Regions from separate parts of the Mus musculus genome. Here all the other regions are linked to region 7. A link is a contact called in public promoter capture Hi-C data. All regions are on one chromosome and are shown on one strand. Each heading gives the region's core, a stretch centred on a gene start, on an enhancer-like site or on the middle of the called end of the contact. The rest is flanking DNA. Distances are from core to core; before and after follow the strand shown.

Evidence for each region. Promoter capture Hi-C pulls out the DNA fragments that hold promoters and counts their contacts.
Region 1: a promoter capture Hi-C map of hippocampal neurons shows a contact between it and region 7, with 6 times the contacts expected there. The contact joins the enhancer-like site here to the promoter of Plscr1 in region 7. A contact is called at or near these places in 4 of 39 promoter capture datasets (cranial neural crest, hippocampal neurons, liver and 1 more), 1 of 115 datasets of contacts at active chromatin or transcription factors (astrocytes) and 2 of 9 other capture datasets (adipose tissue and embryonic stem cells).
Region 2: a contact with region 7 is called in a promoter capture Hi-C map of liver, with 3 times the contacts expected there. The contact joins the promoter of Tmed3 here to the promoter of Plscr1 in region 7. A contact is called at or near these places in 4 of 39 promoter capture datasets (hippocampal neurons, liver and pre-B cells).
Region 3: a contact with region 7 is called in a promoter capture Hi-C map of hippocampal neurons, with 10 times the contacts expected there. The contact joins the enhancer-like site here to the promoter of Plscr1 in region 7. A contact is called at or near these places in 3 of 39 promoter capture datasets (the 3T3-L1 cell line, hippocampal neurons and pre-B cells), 1 of 115 datasets of contacts at active chromatin or transcription factors (astrocytes) and 1 of 9 other capture datasets (adipose tissue).
Region 4: a promoter capture Hi-C map of liver shows a contact between it and region 7, with 8 times the contacts expected there. The contact joins the promoter of Dipk2a here to the promoter of Plscr1 in region 7. A contact is called at or near these places in 14 of 39 promoter capture datasets (the 3T3-L1 cell line, 3T3-L1-derived adipocytes, the C10 cell line and 9 more), 7 of 115 datasets of contacts at active chromatin or transcription factors (the 230-238 cell line, astrocytes, embryonic stem cells and 2 more) and 2 of 9 other capture datasets (adipose tissue and liver).
Region 5: a promoter capture Hi-C map of pre-B cells shows a contact between it and region 7, with 7 times the contacts expected there. The contact joins the promoter of Slc9a9 here to the promoter of Plscr1 in region 7. A contact is called at or near these places in 11 of 39 promoter capture datasets (the 3T3-L1 cell line, cranial neural crest, hematopoietic stem and progenitor cells and 7 more), 1 of 115 datasets of contacts at active chromatin or transcription factors (large pre-B cells) and 2 of 9 other capture datasets (adipose tissue and liver).
Region 6: a promoter capture Hi-C map of liver shows a contact between it and region 7, with 5 times the contacts expected there. The contact joins the promoter of Ctsh here to the promoter of Plscr1 in region 7. A contact is called at or near these places in 1 of 39 promoter capture datasets (liver) and 1 of 115 datasets of contacts at active chromatin or transcription factors (extraembryonic endoderm stem cells).

Annotation. Positions count from the first base shown.
Region 1 is chr9:94,648,878-94,651,585 of GRCm38.p6, forward strand. No RefSeq gene overlaps it. Among named protein-coding and RNA genes, the nearest start is that of Slc9a9, 20 kb to the right of the region's middle. Within about 2 kb of position 1,319, at least 9 of the 459 cell types and tissues checked have an H3K27ac peak or open chromatin away from gene starts, as enhancers often do. A contact at or near this core is called in hippocampal neurons, where this site is marked.
Region 2 is chr9:89,703,752-89,706,451 of GRCm38.p6, forward strand. It overlaps Tmed3 (transmembrane p24 trafficking protein 3), which reads right to left and starts at 1,292. Exons shown (of 3, transcript NM_025360.2): 1 at 995-1,292. The coding sequence starts at 1,174.
Region 3 is chr9:94,609,696-94,612,395 of GRCm38.p6, forward strand. No RefSeq gene overlaps it. Among named protein-coding and RNA genes, the nearest start is that of Gm39404, 26 kb to the left of the region's middle. Within about 2 kb of position 1,391, at least 29 of the 459 cell types and tissues checked have an H3K27ac peak or open chromatin away from gene starts, as enhancers often do. A contact at or near this core is called in hippocampal neurons, where this site is marked.
Region 4 is chr9:94,536,720-94,539,419 of GRCm38.p6, forward strand. Dipk2a (divergent protein kinase domain 2A) reads right to left here and starts at 1,362. Exons shown (of 3, transcript NM_001033145.2): 1 at 500-1,362. The coding sequence starts at 1,156.
Region 5 is chr9:94,668,501-94,671,200 of GRCm38.p6, forward strand. Slc9a9 (solute carrier family 9 (sodium/hydrogen exchanger), member 9) reads left to right here and starts at 1,392. Exons shown (of 16, transcript NM_177909.5): 1 at 1,392-1,736. The coding sequence starts at 1,562.
Region 6 is chr9:90,052,951-90,055,650 of GRCm38.p6, forward strand. It overlaps Ctsh (cathepsin H), which reads left to right and starts at 1,317. Exons shown (of 12, transcript NM_007801.3): 1 at 1,317-1,684. The coding sequence starts at 1,600.
Region 7 is chr9:92,248,935-92,251,634 of GRCm38.p6, forward strand. Plscr1 (phospholipid scramblase 1) reads left to right here and starts at 1,260. Exons shown (of 9, transcript NM_011636.2): 1 at 1,260-1,426.

The DNA.
Region 1 (2,708 bases), core at 69-2,568, 2.4 Mb after region 7:
AATACTAGATAAGTTTATAAGCTATCATCACATATTTCCACAGCTCTGAGAAACTGGATTTTGAATAGCTACCATTTGTCAAAAGGACTTTCTTCATCAAAGCATGGGGGGGCATCCCTGAGACTCTCCACTGACCTTGGCCCCTTTTCCCTGTGGCTTCCCTCCAAGCAAGTCAGAAGGATGTACTTGGGAAGAAACAAAACCATAGCAACAATAAAATATCCACATTGCTGTCTGTGGTAGTTTGAATGAGATGTCTCCCACAGTCTCAAGCACTTGAACACCTGGTCCCTAATTGATGAAGCTGTTTGAGAGATTTAGGAGTCATTTAGGATTTGTTGGAGGAAATATGACAGGAGAGGTGGGATTTGAGAGTTTAAAGACTCTCACCATGTCTAGTTCACTTTCTGCTTGGTTTTTTAAATTCAAAAATGAGTTGTCTGCCTGCTGTTCCAAGCCATTATGCCCACCATGATTGGCTCCCATCTGCCATCCTAGACTCTAACCCTCTGAGACTGTAAGCCCAAATAAACTCTTCCCAAATAAAAGACAATAGACTGTTTTGTCTTGGTGTTATCATAGCAACCGAAATGTAACTGATATACTTTCTAATTTTCTTACCTTTTCAGTGGTCATGTGATTCAGGGCTAGAAGAATGGTTTGTGAGGTAAATTTTGTTAAAAAACAAACAAACAAACAAAACAAGCAAAAAAAGGAATAAATATAGTTAGATTCCTTCCTTTCCATCTCATACCTTCACAATAAGTATGTCTTGAGGAGCTGTAGCAGCCATTTTGAGATCAGGAAGTGACACGCCAATTCATCAAGGATTATAAAGGAAAAATATACAGTGACATTGGCTATTTGATGTTGCTATGGAATCAACATCTTCCCTTGGTGTCTTACCCCAGAATCTTCATTACATGAGAGTAATATTAATAAATACTTCTTTATATAAATAAGAAGTATTTGTAGGGTATTCTTTTAGTCCCATTTCAAGAAAATACAGTTGTGCCTTGTAATCTCCCTGAATTGGTTCTAAAATCCTGCCCTGCCCAGCCACCTAGATAGCAAAATCTTTGACTCTTTGATTAGACTGGATCATCTGATGGCATGATATAACTTGTGCTTATGCTCCTATGTACAAATCATCTCTGGATTGCAGATAGTAGCTAATTCAATGTAAAATATCTGTGAGTGGTTAGGCTGAATCCTTGGGGCACAATGACAAAGAAAAAAGCCTATACATGTTCAGTGCAGATGCTTTTCTAAAAAAAGAATATCTCAATCTTAGAGTGCTTGAATCCACAGCCGTGCAGCCCACACACTGGGAGTGCTGGCTCTGTATTATTTATACCACCCAGGGTTTTTTCTTAGGAACACAACAAGACAACTGCCACAAGAGAACATTGAGCATCATAAAATGAGAACTAATTTTAAAGTCTCTTTTTAAAGGAATCAGATGGTTTTCTGAGAAGCTCAGGTAGGAGACATTTCACAGGCATGCTCCATGATAAAATGGGATGTGTCACATGCTCCTTTCCGCAGCACACAAAAGCTGTTGTGTCCCTAAATCATTAATAACCAGTTAGTGTTTTCAAAGCACTTGGCCATCTTTTCATGTTTCCTCCTCAGGATCTCTGTAGCAGATTGTAAATCTCATCTAACAATGGAAGAACTGAGAGCAAGGCTTTTCAAAGGCTCTCTCAGGAATGGGCCGGTGGCAGACTCAGAACTAAAACTCAAAGAACTTTGCATACTCTTGTAGTTGGTTTTCTCTGGTAAGTCTAATCTGACATGGCCCAAGGAAGAGCCATAGTTAAAAAATGTTTCATCTCCTATGTATATTTAAAATAAAGTTCATATACGTGTATGAAAATGTTATGATAAACCCATCATTATATATAAAATGACTGTACAAGACGGCAAAGGAAAGGGGAAAATGGCTTCTTAATATGCAGACAACTCTGCCCAAAATTGCCATGCTGGATGTGATATCATATTTCCTGCTTTCTGGAAGCACTAGGCAATGAGAAATGAAGGGTTGATCTTTTGATATTACATTTTCTTAAAGTAGACAATGAAGAAAATAGCTCATTGTCAGAACAGAATGAAGGTTTTTCCTTACTTTTAGACAAACAAACAACAAATTGCGGAATTATTTCTCAGACCACACCTGAAGTTCCAACACGGCAGGGGGTGGGGGAAGCTGAGGAAAGAGGATCATGTGGTAAGACCCTCAAAGAGCTATTTTTGATTAAAAAATATGCATTCAGAAGTACAGAGCTCAGAATACACCCCTGTCTTCTGAAACCCAAGAAAATGTTCTGGAAGTTCAATAATGATCTGATTGACGAAACAGAAACGTGGCCTTTAATTATTCTAGTTTCAAGAATAAATTCATGCATTTCAAAGCTTCACATTAGTAAGATTTATGTGATATGAGTTCAAAAGGGGAAAATGGGGAGGGGGTTGCTCAGATGGAAACACAAAGAGCCCTAATTAAGCATGCCTTGTTGCTATCTTTGTTTCCAAATGGAAAGACCTGGAGGCAAGAACCCTGTGTCCCTGCTCTGCCACCTCCTTGGTGTGAGAGTTTGAAGACATCCTTCCTCTTCACATTCAATGACTGTCCTGGGCACAATGATGAGGCTCTTCCTGAGTGGGATTAAATGAGATAAACAGCAACAATAACATAAGTTATGCTC
Region 2 (2,700 bases), core at 42-2,541, 2.5 Mb before region 7:
GGCTGACCTCGAACTCAGAGATCCACCAGCCTCTGCCTCCCAAGTGCTGGGATTAAAGTCCTGCGCCACCACTGCCCAGCCAAGAATATTGTTCTTATTCTTAGGCTGCCTGTGCTGAGGCAGGCACACACACACACACACACACACACACACACTGTATGTCGTCCATAGATGTGAGAGCAGTCTCATCAGTGACTCCACCATACATGGAATTGTCAGCAGAAGCAACCTTCAGAGCGTCTACCATAGAAGGGCTTACTCATTGTACACAACTGGGGTGCCTGTGTCACCTCATTTCTAGAGGTCTTGCTTTATGGTGGTCATTCATCCCTCTGACCCTATGCCTACTCATTAACCCTAGGGGATAGAGCCTTTACCAAAGCAACTGTTAGCTATGAGATCTGTCCATGGAGACCAAAGTGCAGGACCTAACTTTGTTGAGCCATATGGTAAGCAGAGAGGCAAGCCACATAGCCACACCACTGGGGAGGGAGTGTGTGTGACTGTCCTTAAGTATACACTGGCAGGGTTCGAAGTCTGCACTGAACCCTCCTTTCAAAAAAAAAAAACCCTTCATCACTCCAACTATGTCACCCCAAACTCCAGCTGTAAAGGATGCAGCTGACTTCAGCACCAGCAAGACACCCAGCCCAAAGTGACAGTTGGGTCAGACTGCCACCCAGTGGGTGTCCAGCTAATTAATACTGATGTTCCTGGAGGTACCTGGGAGAGGTCATTCTGGTCAATTCTGCAGGGGGCGACAGGGGGCGGTAACAGGCCCCCCATCCTGAGCGCTCACCTGTAGCCTGCCTAACTCCCCAGTGCCCCTGGCCCACTTCGGGAGGGCTCTGGCAGATACAAACGTTTCTTCTCAGGGAGAAGTCAACCGGTCTGGGGTTGTTATCCCCGACCCCCTCAGCCTTTGGTGGCTAATCTTGGCCGCTCCGGATGGCGGCGCACCAGTAGCCCCAGTGAGACGCGGCTAGGGCCGCACCTGGTAATCCAGAGAGAACTTCACGCCCTGCTCCACCTCTTCGTGGAAGCACTGCTTGGCGTTGTCCGGCAGCTCGAAGGTGAGCTCAGCGCTCCGCAGTGGCTCGGCCCGGAGCAGGAGCAGAAGCAGCAGCTGTAGCAGCATCTGGAAGGATGAAGCGTGCGGAGCCTCGTGGACCATGATGCTCCGGGCCTAGTCCTCTCTAGGCTCCCGCGCAGCGACAGCAGGGACAGCAGGGAGAGGGGAGGGGCCCCCTGAAGAGACGTGGCGCGAGCTCAGCACAGCGGTTCCGGGTGGCGGCCACTCCGCGCGCAGCCGCACACCAGAGAGGTGGGCGGGGAACCTTTCCGCCCGCTGCGCAAGCGCATCACTGAGTTTAGGCGCTATTGTATTTGATGCGGCTCTTGGACTCGGGTACTTCTCAGTGCGTCCCTTCAACTCGGAAACCGTTGGGCTTCTAGTCTGTTTCTGACTTGCTGTCACTTAGTGTCTGCCACGTCTCCGGAGAAATCCCGGACGTAATGAACACATTCAGTAGTTAGGAGGACTCGATGGACTAGAAAGGAACCGCAGGGAAGGGAGGCGACGGATCCTCCACTCCCCCCTCCTACCTAAGGTGAAGAAGTGTTCAACAAAGTAAACCCCATGGCTACACTGGGGGAAAACAGGTTTTCTTGCACACAGACTCCCTTCTGGAAATAAAAGCATCTAAAGGATTTCAATTATGTTTTCGCATTCGGGTCACATTGAAAATTTTTTCAGAGAGAATCTGCCATCCCCTTTAACTTCTAAAAGTGTTGAAAGACAAGTTGATTTATTGTCTTATTCATGACAACTGCCCTAAGAAGGATATATATGATTTTATGTTCACCATAGTCCATAAACAAAGAGACATTACATGTTATAATATTTGCTGATACATAAACACTTACTGTCAGTAGAACATTATTAGATATGGTGAATCTTAATTTTAACAAAGAATTTCACTACTCATATATACTACCACATAGATAAAATTGGCATACACTACCACTGGCCATACTGGATCCTGTATCAAGGAGCTAATGTGCATGAAAGCAGCACCCATAATATAATTATTAATAAAATGTACTATCTCTGTGCTAGATTAGATGTGAAAGAGGTGTTGAGCTGTGTGCCTTGGGGCTCCTTCCCTGCTTGTCCTATTTAACATTGACTTATATTTCTTATTTTCAATTATGTGTATGCACATGTGTGTATATGAGTATGTATATATGAATGCAGGTCTCCAAAGAGGCCAGAGGCTTTGGATCCCCTGGAGCTAGAATTGCAGGCAGTTGTCACTCATTTGATAAGGCTTTTGGGACCCAAACTGGGGTCCTCTAGAAGTATTCTTAACCAGTGAGCCATCTCTCCTCCAACTCTTAACATTTTTAATGAAGAGTATTTGAAGATGTGAAAGTTATAATCATCTAACTGGAAAATCAAGTGAAGAAAAACAAAACAAAACAAAACAAAACAAAACTGAAGTTCCCACAAGTTAAAGATGAAGCGCTACATTTAAGTTCCAGGTGGTGGGGATGGGGGTTGGGAGGGTGGGGGAGGGAGGGGGAATCTGCAGTGGTTCAAAAGAAGAGGCCTGGTTTCACAGCTCTTTAAGTTGGAGCAGGCAGAATTGGAATCAGCATCAAACTACATATAAGACAAGAGAAAATGCCTGAGTTTTA
Region 3 (2,700 bases), core at 141-2,640, 2.4 Mb after region 7:
GGCACAGCAATGATGACATCACCACCATCATCATTATCAACAACAACAAAGTCCTATACTAAAGGTATTACTTAATAGTCTCTCTAGACTAAGCAAGCTGTAACAACAACTCACACCATGTAATATGTGGTATCACACTGTCCCTCCTGGTCTATCTAGCATTCAGAGACAAACAACGTACAAGTGTAATACTGTGGTTTTTATTTGGCTATATCTCTAGAAATTTACATCTTTAAAATCAAAAGGATCTAGCAGAAGTTATGAATGTTAAGTAGTATTGAGATTTATGGTAATCGCCTTGTGCTATTATAACAAACACCACAGTCCAAGCGGCTTAAATGAGGCAAGTTAATTTTCTTGCAGCTCTGGAGGAACGGAAGTATATGATTAAGGTGCCAAATGGTGCGATTCCTGGTGAAAGCATTCTTCCTCCTGACTTACCTTCTTGCTCTGTCATCTTAAAATGTTTTTATTGGCATATAGATTAATTATACAAAATAATAAGTTTTGCTCTGCAGTTTTAACAGATGTGTATAATGTACTTTAAATTGTCCCCTCCTTTCAGAACCCTCCCTTGATCTCTGCTCCCGTTGCTCCCCCTCTTCTTGCTATGCCCTCTTATAAGGACACTAATCCTATAAGATTAGGGCCTCACACTCACAAGCTCATTCACTGTAACTACACTTCAAAAACATTATTTCCAGAAGCAGCCAGTCATGTTTCGGTTTGGGATTTTGATATATAAATTTGGAGATGAGTTATACCTATAACAGCTCTCTTTCTTAAATTATAGATTATATTTCTATCAAAGATTTTTAAGTAGGAAGAAAGACCAGACAAAAGCCTAGACAAAGGGAGGAATTCTTTTCAAGATGTGAAACACAAGCCTTAGTATCATAATGTTTTAATCCAGGAAAAATGAGTTGCCCTTATTTGTGCACTCTCTTTTGTGTGTGTGTGTGTGCTATGAACAACTATTAAATATGAAGCGTCTCCCAGCAAACTGCCTCTCACAGAGGTGTGAACTAGCATCTTTGTCACAAGTTCCCACAGATTTCTCTACTGATTGGTATTGTTATAGCAACCAGAGTGCCACGGGAAGTTGTCATGGGCATGATAATCATGAAACATCACTATGGCAACAGAAACCTCTGGAAAGTAAAAAAAAAAAAAAAAAACAAACTTAGACTGTCAATTGGTATCAAAGAGGGTTACCCAGGGAAAAAATAGGTGGAGGCAGAAATAAAGGGTCAGAGCAAAAAGGAATGATTATATAGAAACTGAACAAGCAATGGAGAAAGAAAACAGTAACCAAACAGAGGGTGAAGCTATGGCTCACACAGGAAAGCGGGAGGCAGGAGGGAGCACATGAGCCCCAGCAGTGGGCATGCTCCCAGAAGCAGTGCGCATGCTCTGCATGCAATGCAGAACCCCGGGGGAGACATGACTGGATGCCAAGGTCTGGACTGGAATTGACCAGGTGCTGATTTTCATACTGGAGGAAGATTTTGAATGAGCCACAATTTAGTGAGACAGCCTAAATCAATTTGTGGAGTGCTTTTGGCAAGACATCCTGCTGACTAGGAATTCTTATAATATCTGGTGTTCAGAGGCACCACATTTGAATATGGCTTTTCTTTATTGGACATCGAGATTGCTTCAGACAAAGGCACAGTGCCATTTGCTCCATTATAAATATATATTTCCTTCATTACAGAAGCTTAATGGCCTTTTTTTCCACCATGAGGGAATTAAGGTAATTCTTTAATACTCTTAAAGAGTAAGTGGCAATGTCACTTGGAATAAAGCATTTTCACTTAATATTTTCTGTGTTCTATTATCAATCAGGATTGAAGTTTTTATGGCCCAATATTAACTTTTAGTGAAGGGACTATATATATATATATATAATCATATATATATGGAATACATATATATGATATATATATGAAATCAAAAGGGGCCAGTAAGATGTTTAATTGTTTTCTAGAATTAAATGATGCTTCAAACATAACAGAATAAAGACTGAAAAATGGAAGCAGAAAAGGAGATACATAATGGTGGATATCATAAAGAAGCAAAGCAAAAGAATAACAAAAGCTTGAGATGAAAGTACAGAAATCAAACCAGCAGTCCGGGTACTTGCAGAAGTATGGTTTTAGGAATTTTAACAGAACATTTGTTTTTTTATTTCTTTTCCCCTTAATTTACTAATTTATTAATTATTAACTTTACATCACTATTGCAACCCTATCTCCCTCCTTTCCTCCCAGTTCTACACCTTCACACCTCCTTCTCACCATTACCACAACTCCACTTCTCCTTTGTGAAGGAAAAGTCCCCATGGGTACCAATCCTTCCTGGCTCATGAAGTCACAATAGGACTAAGCACTTCTTCTCCCACCGAGGCCAGAGAAGGCAGTCTGGCTAGGAGGAAAGGGATCCAAAGGGAGGCAATAGAGTCAGTCAGTCCGCTTTCCAACTTTAACATTGTCTTAGTCAGGGTTTCTATTCCTGCACAAACATCATGACCAAGAAGCAAGTTGAGGAGGAAAGGGTTTATTCGGCTTACACTTCCATACTGCTGTTCATCACCAAAAGAAGTCAGGACTGGAACTCAAGCAGGTCAGAAAGCAGGAGCTGATGCAGAGGCCATGGAGGGATGTTCTTTACTGGCTTGCCTTCCCTGGCTTGCTCAGC
Region 4 (2,700 bases), core at 112-2,611, 2.3 Mb after region 7:
AAAAAAAAAAAAACACTTTAATTCCTTCCTTAACCGGATTACCATATGACTAGGGCAGGCCACAGCATCAGGATGCAAAAGTCCGTCTTGGCCTTTAGCCTTCCCAGCCCAAATCTAACTCTTTCCCCCATTTCCTAGCTTCTAATTCCACGCAAAGCACGAGTCACGAATTAGCTCCCTTCACTTTACCACCACCCCACTCTCTGATCTCATCTTTCCCACCTGGTCCCAGAACTAGCTGATTGACTAACAGGGAGATGATCTAAGAAATAAAACAAAGACAGACTCGGGGAAGTTAGGCTAGCCAGGCGGGACAGCAAAGGACGTGTGCCCAGGGTGCCCAAGTCCTCGGAAAGAGGTACAAGGGCTCGCTATCGCACTGACACTGGCATCCAGACTGGGACGAGCGGGAGGGCGGAAGGAAACTCGCGAAGAGGCATTTTGGGAGAGTTGGGGACGCACTCCCTCTGGCGTCGAAGAGCCCCGCGCCCGCGCCTACCTGTAGCACCAGCGGCTCGGGGTTGAAGGCCAGGGTGAGCAGCAGCTGCATGCGCTCGGAGTCCTTGAGGTTACGCAGCAGGAAACTGCCCGAGTCCTTGGTCTCCGCGTAGCGGCGCACCAGGCGGTCCAGCAGGCGCTGCGAGGGGCAGTGCACCAGGTCCGACCAACCCTCCACCGCCTCCGGCGTGAGCAGCCGCACGTCGCCGTTGAGACGCGCGAACTCGGTGCGGGGCATGGCCTGGAGCAGGTCGCAGCGCGGCCGGCCGGTGGCCCGCTTGCAGATGCTCTGGTCGAGCTGCGCCAGCTCGCGCTGCGAACCCAGGCGCTTGAGCACCACGCGCCGGCGGCCGCCCTCGCGGGGCTCGCCGTACTGCGCGAAGTACACGTTCTTCACGTTGAGGAAGTCCAGCAGGCGCAGGCGGCCCCACGTCTCGAAGCCCACCTGGCCGTTGAGGAAACGGCGGCACCAGCTCGTGCCGAAGCACGCCGGGCACTTATTGAGCTGCAGGAAGCGCCGGTCGGCGAGCTCGTTGCGCTGCCAGGAGGCGAGCAGCGACGGCGAGTGCAGCAGCATCAGCACCAACAGGCTGCCGAGCGCCGCCAGCTTCAGTGCACGGGACAGGCGGCCCAGCTTCAGGGGCACCAGGCGCCACATCCCGCCCGCGCGCGGCAGCGGCCGGGGCCGGGGCGGGCGAGCGCACCCCGCCGGGCCGCCCCACGGCGCCGAGGCCCGCGGCGCAGACGGAGGGCGGCAGCGAAGGAACCCGAGGACGGGCTGCGCCGGCCGAGCGCGGCGACTTCCCGATCGGCTGTCTCCACAACTCCCGGTGCCCTCCTCCGAGCTCCCCGCCCTCCGACTCCGCGGGCGCCGCCTCCTTGCCCGCCAAGTTATAGAGGCGCGGGGAGGGGGGGGGGGAGGAGGGAGCGCGGGAGCCGCGGTCGCGCGCACGCGCACTCCCGCCCGGGACGCTTGAGCTGCGCCTTGCTGGGTCCCGGGCGAGCAGCGCGCGCGGGGGCGAGTGAGGAGTCCCGGACGCCTCACACTCGAGAAGCTACGGTGCGAGGAGGGGAGGAGAGGATGCGGCGGGGCCCCCACGCGCGGGCACGCCCGAGAGCGAGGGGCGGGGCCGGGGGCGGGGCGAGCGCGCCCCCGGGAAGCGTCAGCGCGAGCTCGCGGGGAGGCGGTGGAGAGGGTGGGTGGAGGGCGCGCCCGGGAGGGCGGAGCTCGCCAGCTCCGCCACCGGAGACCTTCAGTAACGGCTACTCTGGGGTGACTGTCGGGCTACACAGGCGCCCCGGAGGCCTTTGTGGGAAGGTCATTGGAAGGGAGAGGGCGGAGGCAAGCGGGAGCAGAGAGGCCCATCCTGGGAGCGGGAGGAGGTGGGGCCGAAGCCTGGGGGCGGGGCTGGAGTGGGGCCGGGCCAGGTCCTGGGGGCGGGGCCTGGCCGCCCGCTCCGGGCCTTATATGGTGTGGCGCGCGCTTGTTCTTTTGACTGGCGGGACCTCTGGGTCGCGCGCTTTGTGCCGCCGTAGGGCCTGCGGGCAGACAGTGGGCCAGCGGTTAGGGACCGGAATGCCGCTGCAGGGCTGGCGATGTATCTGCGGAGGCTGAGTTACGGTTTCGCTGAGTGAGCACTGGCGGGATGAGGTCCTTCCTCACCGGCGCCGCCCGCCGGGTCCCCGAGGAGCCCGGTTCCCCCATGCTTCACAGGCTGGGCCCAGGCCTGCCTTGCGGCCAGGACGCGTTGCTGTGGCGATGACCCCAGGGAGCCAGGCCGTCAGGTGCCGCACCTGTGCGGTCTAACCAGCTCCTAACAGCAGACTGCGGAAATAACCTGGCCTAACGCGCGTGGGGTTAAGTTTTAGAAGGTCTGGGATCTTCAGCAGTAACTTCAAAATATGTTCTATTAGAATACTTTTTTTTTCTTTAACTTTTAGCACTCCTGTGATTGTTGGTCGAGTGGATAGCTAGCTAATTCCTGGTCGCTGTTAAATATACTTTTACTGCGCTGATTTTTAGAGGTCAAACAGGAAAATCATAGTAAGTAGTAACGGGTATGCAAAGAGTAACTACTGAGACAGTGAGACTTATCTATACAAGATCGTGAATCACTTTCCCGAATTTTCTGTATTTGATTGTAGCATGAGGACTCGCTTCTGGAAGAATACGGGTAAGGTCAACGTTTTGTGTTTGGTGAT
Region 5 (2,700 bases), core at 142-2,641, 2.4 Mb after region 7:
CAACAGCAAGCTTAAAGCTTTTGAAAAGCTTGTAGAGTCAGGCAAACAATCTCCTGCTCCTTCTCACCCACTTCCTGGGTCTCTTCACAGGAAGAGGGAAAGAGATGTGGTAAGACAATCGAAGAGCAAGTCTGCCTTAAAAGCAGCAAAACCAGGAAGTTCTCTCGTTTTTGAATTTGCATTATCTTGTAAATCTAACGACTCACCTGTGGGTTTTTGAATACGGAAGGTGAGGCTGCTGGCAAATGCTTGCAAGCAATAGCTGACAGGCTTCAAGACAACTCCAGTATTAGTCATCACAGAGATGCGTGCCAAAAGGGACCATGGGTAAAAACATCTGCTGTGCACACAGATGCCCCCTGCTGAGCCAAGCACACAGAGAAAACCAACTCCAGCTCGGAGTTGCATAAGCAAAGAGGCTGAGGCACTGGAGTGCTTGATGCTCTCCCAGAGTGGGAAATTAGCTTTCCGATGGGTAGTTACCTTCCAGTGTCTATGTAGCTCAGGGAGACCTTGAATTCACAGCGATCCTCTTGCCTCAGCTTCCTGAACGCTAGAGTTACAGGTCTGTAAGACCATAATATTATTATGTGTTTGTCTCAAAGCCTTTAGTGTCATATTTTTTTCAGGGTGCCTTACAATACAGAAATGGAATTCTAATTCTATCAGAATAGAAGCCAGACATTAACACTCGTCCATTTTACCATGTGGTGAGATGTGGGGGTCTCCACAGCAGACCTGGCTGCATGGTGACTGATTGGTAAAGACAAGGAAATCTTGATGTTTGCCTAGGAAGCAGAAGAACTGGAGGTACCAGTCTTAAACACCTCCCTCTCCCTTTTCTCCCTCCCTCCCTTCTTCCCTCCATCCTCCACCTTCTCTATCTCTCTTCCTTTTTTTCTTCAACAAATTTAAATAGCACCGTTAAAGGACTGGGGCTAGACTTTTCTTTTTGATTATTTTAGTTGACCGGCAATTATAAAAAGTCAGAGAATCGTGCACTGGATCTGTGCCTCTCAACTTCAGAAATAGTCCTGTGAAATCATACCTGTCAATCCTCCCCTGGGAGGCTGTGGTGGGAGGGGAGAAACCTGAGTAGGTGAAGTTAAGGGTCTGGACTTGCCCTTTTGAATCTGAAAACTATTGATGTGCCGGGTTGAACTGTCTTACTATCAATGTACAATTTGCCAGTTGCATACAGACTAAGAAATCATGCTGGAAACAGGAGGGCCACGAGTCTGGACATCAGCATCTTGCTGGCAGATTTGACCAGTGTGGAAGATCTCTTTCCAGAGTGAATCATTTAAAGACAGAATCTTTTATGATGAAACCACCCTCTGGAGTTTGAAAAGAGACGGGGCTGCTTTAAGAGAGAAACAGGAAGTTGTAACGAGAAGCCGGTCTGAATGCTAAGCCATCTGAATTGCTTGCGAAGTAGCAACAAAGTAGCAGCGTTTATTCTGAAATTCTGTGGGCGCCAGTCTATCCTAGGCAACCCTCATCTAAGGGCTCATCCCTTGTCCAGGGATTTCTCTGAGCATCACAGTCGGTCGAGTGGAGAATGGCTGGGCAGCTTCGGTTTACGTCAGGGAAGGATGAAGATCATTTTCAACACCAGGGAGCAGTGGAGCTACTCGCGTTTAATTTTTTGCTCATCCTTACCATTTTAACAATCTGGTTATTTAAAAATCACCGATTCCGCTTCTTGCATGAGACTGGAGGGGCGATGGTGTATGGTGAGTGTGTAAATGGTGGGGTAGATGTGTAACTTGTTGCCTGGGCGTAGTAATTAGAGACTTGTGCTCAGATGGCAAAGTGCAGAAAGTGAGGGGAACATGCTGATTGAAGTGTCATTAGCTCAGCGAGAGGTGCCGCAGTGTTAGGGATGCTAACCTCTTTCCAGAGGAGCGGCAGAAATTCCGCCTGACCACAGAGCAGCTGTCACAGTGACAGGCTCTGAGGCAGCACAGTATGTGAGTCTGTTGACAGCTGCAGTCCTTTGTCATGCGGGGAGTCATGGAGCGCTAGTCATGGTAGTAGGTTGTGGTGGCAATGCAGTCAGTCAGCGCAGCCTCTTCCACAGGCAGCCAGAGGAGCCAGGCAAAGTTAAGGGAATGGCTTCAGACTGCATGGAGGAAATACCCTTTCAACTATTTTCAAGAAGAAATACTCGTAGAAACAGACCCCACCCTTGTAATGGGAATAATTGTGTCCAAATCCTTTTTCATCCTGTGAACACTATTTTAGCTTCTGATAATAAAAGTGTTAAACCAAGAATTTCCTATTTAACATTTTCCATTGCTTAGCCTGATTTAATATGGTCTTGTTTATAATACTTATTTGTGTTCTCACACCACACACACACTTCTCTCTCTCTCTCTCTCTCTCTCTCTCTCTCTCTCTCTCTCTCTCTCTCTCCCTCTCCCTCTCTCTCCTCTCTCTCTCCCTCTCTCTCTCCCTCTCTCTCCCCCTTTCTCTCTCTCTCATTTTAGACAGGTCTCACTCTATAGACAAGGTTGGCCTCAGACTCACAGTGATCTTCCTGCTTCAACCTCCTGGGTGCTGGAATAATATGTATAAGTAAGAACACCCAATTCTTTAAACTACAGAGGGGAAAAAAGGTTTTAATTTAAGGTTTAACCTCCCAAAGTGATGCTCTTTCTGTGCAAGTTACCATGGCATCCATCATTTTTGGGAAGT
Region 6 (2,700 bases), core at 67-2,566, 2.2 Mb before region 7:
AGGGTTTATTCGGCTTACACTTCCATACTGCTATTCATCACCAAGGAAGTCAGGACTGGAACTCAAGCAGGTCAGGAAGCAGGAGCTGATGCAGAGGCCATGGAGGGATGTTCCTTACTGGCTTGCTTCCCCTGGCTTGCTCAGCCTGCTCTCTTATAGAACCAAGACTACCAGCCCAGAGATGGTTCCACCCACAAGGGGCCTTTCCCCCTTGATCACTAATTGAGAAAATGCCTTACAGCTGGATCTCATGGAGGCATTTCCTCAATTGAAGCTTCTTTCTCTGTGATAACTCCAGCTGTGTCAAGTTGACACACAAAACCAGCCAGTACACACATCAAGTCAGATATCCTAAAATGGGAGCCCTTTGCACACTATCTGTCCTTGGAGCCATACTCCAGGCCTGTCAGAACCGATCAGTGTAGATTCAGTGTCCACATGTCCAGAGTATCTGAAAGACGTGCCTTTGTGTGGTGGCTTTTGGTTCGGTTTGTCTATTTGGCTATTTGGGGGGGGTGGGGGGGAGTGTGTGTGTGTGTTTATAGGAGTACTAGGCATTGAACTTATTCAAGGCTTATATGAGAGCCTTGTGCATGATGGACCATGCTCGCTGAGTTACATCCGTAGCCTCAGGGCTTCTTAAATAGAATTCTGAAAACTGGTCAAAGCCACTAGACCAGTAGTTTCAACCTCATTTTATGGTGATCCCCAAACCATTAGATTATTTTTGTTGCTATGTCATAACTGTACATTTGATACTATTATAAATTATAATATAAATATCTGTGTTTTTCGATGGTCTTAGGTGGCCCCTTTTAAAGGGTCATTTGACCCCCAGGTAGAGAACCACCTTACTATACTTAATTCTAAAAGACTTCTGGAATCTCTTCCCCCGGCACTAGAAAGACAGAATCTGACCAAAGAATCTCAGGAGAGGAAGGTCATTCTGCCTTCATCAAAATGCCATGGGCTGCCAGGAGAAACTTGTAAAGGAGGCTGAAACAGGAGGGTTACAAGTTCAAAGACAGCCTGGGCTATATGGGGACTGTAAGAAGAAAAAAAGAGCCAGGTGTGGTGGCGCACACCTTTAATCCCAGCACTTGGGAGGCAGAGGCAGGTGGATTTCTGAGTTCAAGGCCAGCCTGGTCTACAAAGTGAGTACAGAGAAACCCTGTCTCAAAAAACCAAAACAGAAGAAGAAGGAAGAAGAAGGAGGAAGGAGGAGGAAGCAACGCAAATGCCTGGAAGCAACCCAAATGCCTGTTGGGGGTGAGCAGTCCAGACAGCCCTCTGGTTAAGTCATTTCAAGCTATAGGGAAGGCCAGGGAGCTATGGTTCAAGAAACCTTCACGGAGACGGAGTTACCAGAGATGGGGACAGACAGGAAACTGGGGATTAGGCTGCGCTTCCTCCCACTTGGCAGGGACTAGCCTTCAGGGTCAGACCCTGAGAACCCTTCTTCCCAAGAGCAGGAGTGTAATGGCCACAGGGGGCAGGAGAGGAACCATCATCACCTAGGCGGAGGCCAGAGTCGCCCCACCTCCTTTCCACAGGCTGGGCTCAGAGGGCACTCGGTGGGACCGGGCAGTGAGCGCCGAGATGTGGGCTGCGCTGCCGCTGCTGTGCGCTGGGGCCTGGCTGCTGAGTACTGGGGCCACCGCCGAGCTGACCGTGAACGCCATAGGTAGGAGGGAGAAAGTGGGGCGCAGGGCTCCGAGGGCACCGGAGGGAGAACAGGGACGGGCTAGTCTCGGGGGACACGCGTCTTGCGTGATCCGAGGAACAGGCTGGCAGGTACCTAGAGTCCTTTTGGCTCAGATCTAGATACAGAAGCCTTCAGCCCCTTCTGCCGGACAGCTAAGGGCACAAAACTTTCCTGTCCCACCACGGGAGGGAGCGGGACATCCCAGCCTGTACTTTCCGTGGACTTGGCCTCCCCGGGGATCGCCCTGCCTGGGTTATTAGTCCGACTGTGCCGTGCTGGGGTGACTCCCTGCCCTGCGGAACATGGGGCACCCACAGAAGTTTTAACCCTAGCGTCTGTGGTGTGCCTGGAAAAAGCTGGCTCGGGAAAGTCGCCTCAACTCTTGGCAAAGTGCAACCGCAGGAGACTAACCAGTAAATATTTTACTGTGTACAACGTTGGTCTCTGTAGCAACTCCTAAAGGCTACAAACGAACCTTTGGAACCTGTGGAACGAACGCAGCTACGGGTAGCTGGTTCTAATAGATGTTTATTTATGGACAGTGAAAACAGAAGTTAAAGCGCGCCAGCCATTTTTAAGTGTAAAGAGCCGGTCAATCAAAGCCCCTGGCTGAGAGTAGATGGTGGTCTGGGATTTCCTAGCCCTGCTGATGGTCCTTCCGCAGGACACACAAAACTTCCTTTAAAAAAAAAAAAAAAGATTTTATTAGCATATATTAATTGTACTTAATAATAAGTTTCATTATTACATTTTCATGAGTGTTTATAATATATCCTGATATATTTCAGCCTTCATTACCCTCTATTGTTCCCCCTCCCATTTCTACTTTCTCTTACCAGCTTGTCTTTCTTTCTTTTTGGTTTTGTAACTCACTGGAACTAGGGCTTTCAGAGAGAGAGATAAATGCCACGTAGCAAATTCATATTGCTGTGCTGACTTGGGTCTCTGGGGATCTCCCGGGCAGTGTGAAGACATCCCAAACGATCCGGACTCAG
Region 7 (2,700 bases), core at 10-2,509:
CCGACTCCCCTGTGGCCAAGTCTTGGAGCTACTGGTAACAGCAGTTAGCCTAGGAAACACAACAGAGGTGAAGACAGTAGGAAGACTCTTACTTAGACAGAACGCCCCAATGTTTCACTTCTACAAGGTTTTACCTATAAAAATACTCCAACTGCTTAAATTAAAATTCAAATGAAATGATCCCATTTATGCAAAGAGTGGACAGTGAAGATCCTTGTTTGCTCCGAGTATGAAATCAGCTAAAGAATAAAGATAAACATCCTGAGTGCCTAACAGCAAGCCAGTTGAAGTTACAAATCACATTGAGCGATGCTAAGTTCCCGGTTCCTTTCTCCAGCATTGGAGTGCCATGGTCTCAGACTCTTTATATGTGAGGTTCACTTTTCCATGCATCATGGCTTTCTATGGAAGAACAGTATATTCTATGCACACTGGTATTTATGTACATGCAGAAATATACACATATGCAAGTAGTGGGCCCCTCCCAAGATGCTCCCCAGATTTTTAGTTGAATATACTTAGAAACGCACCAATCACAGGGAAAGAAGAGTGAAGACTCAAAATTCACCTGTAACCCTTTCATCATCCTTTCATAACTCTCCCTCCCCCAAGAGTACCAAATGATGCATAAAATGCAGGCGGGGGAAAAATACCTTCTGTGTCATAGGAAGGTATTTTTAGATAATTGGAAATTTCTTAGAAATGTCCACACGAGGCATACTAAGTCAGAATCTTTGAAGGCATGACCTAATGTAGTTTCAGCTCGGTGACTCTTCTCGGGCTGTAATTTAAGAAGCACCGCTTTACTAAACAAAACAGATGCTGATTTTTCTGGTGAGTGAGCCGCACAGTTCAAACCAAACCTGAATGTTTTCTAGTTAAGGGTGGTACTTTTTCACAGACTGTAGTAAAAAGAAAGCAAAGACTGCTACCAGCAAACGGCGTGAAACGGTTATATAAAACCCATAAGATTTTTAAAAAGAGGAGAGAAATCTGCTAGGAAAGAGATCAACAAACTTGAAAGTGCAAACAGGGCTGATGGAACAGATGTGGTAATCGATGCATACTTAAGAAAGTGTGCAAAGCAGGAAAGTAAGTTTGAGGAAGCCCGATTTCCCGCACAGTACCCAAATAGGTTGGGTGGTTGAGATCAGGCAGTGTAAAGAAAGTTCCGAGAAGAGGCCACTCCCCAGGTGATGAATAGCCTTTCTTTCCAAGGCAATCAAAATCCCACTTCCTTTTGCCTTGCTGGTGGGCGGGGCGGGCAAGGTCCTGCCAGGCCTCTGGGCGCAGCTAGAGGATTCAGGAGTGCAGGCAGAGCTCGCGTCATTCAGAGTGAGTCCCCTCTGCGAGGGAAAGCCGGGCTACTGCAGCGCCACCAGCAAGGGATTGGGACTCACGGACTTCAGAACAGAAGGAGCCTCAGGTGAGTCCCGCTTTCTGCGCGTTCCGGGACAGAGCTCGCGGATCTGTGCGCACAAAGGAGCCGGGTACGGTGATGGGCGCGGGAGATGCGGATGGGTGGAGAGGGAGCAAGAGCAAGGGCTGGAGGCGGTTTGCTCAGGCGGCAGAGGTTATGGTCTGAAGACTGGGAGCAATGGCCGAAAGACTTGGGCTCGTGACCCCGGAAGTGGGGAGGGAACTCAGCCAGAAGCTCTGCTGTCCGGGCCGCTGCTCGGCAATCCACACTCGTGACCCTTCTTCGCTAGTTCCCACGGGATCGTCTCCAGTTTAGCACACTGCTTCACAGCCAAGAGCAGTCCTGATGCAGTGCAGAAGCTGGGCTCACTTGTAGCTCTGTGGTAGCGCTCTTTTCAAATGCGCCGAGCCCAAGTTGGATTCCCGTTGCAGGAAAGGGAAGGGGAAATAAAAGAAGAGAAACCGTTCAAAGAGCCTGTTGCTCTTTAACCCAGGTTTCTTTGGGATTGTGGCTAGTAAAACTATACATAGCCTTCTAGAATACAAAAGTAGGGGATGTAAGCGGGTAAAGGTCCGAATGGGTAAGACCACTACACTAGGTGTACATTCAGTCTTTTGTTACAGACCTTGGACTCTGACAGTTTTTTTTTTCTTGTATATTCATCTCTTCCCTGAAAATGTTAACAGTAAAAGACTTAAAGATTCAAGCCACTTATTAAAGGAAGAGGCAGGCATATTTATGAGTTCGAATCTAGCCTTGTCTATAGAGCAAGTTCTCAGACAGCCAGTGCTACAGAAACAAAACAGGAAAGCCAACCAAAACAACAAAAAGAGTTCTCACTTTTGAATCAGTTAATATAAGCTTGATAAAGTACCAAGTGGAAAGGTGGAAACTAGCTTTTATTATATCAAATACTTGACACAGCCCCCATCCCTACAACTCTCCCCATGGTTCCTGCGTGGCTTGATTTCCGTAATCTTATTCCTGGAAGTTAGGTAGGGCCATCTCTCTGTTCCAAGACAAACAATTATACTTTCTTCCCAAACAATTACACTCTCTTCTTCCGGCTTAGCGGCTTAGCAGTTGGAACTAAATACTGGGTACCAGGAACCAGGGAAGCTTAATAAAAAGCACCCCCGGGCACCTGGGGGCGTTTCCTTCTTGGCTTTTCCTAACAACAGAGCTTTCTACCTGGATACTTACTACAATTGTGCTGCTTTGAATAATAAACAAACAAACAAACAAACAAACAAAAACCCAGACTGTTGGTAAGCCAGCTA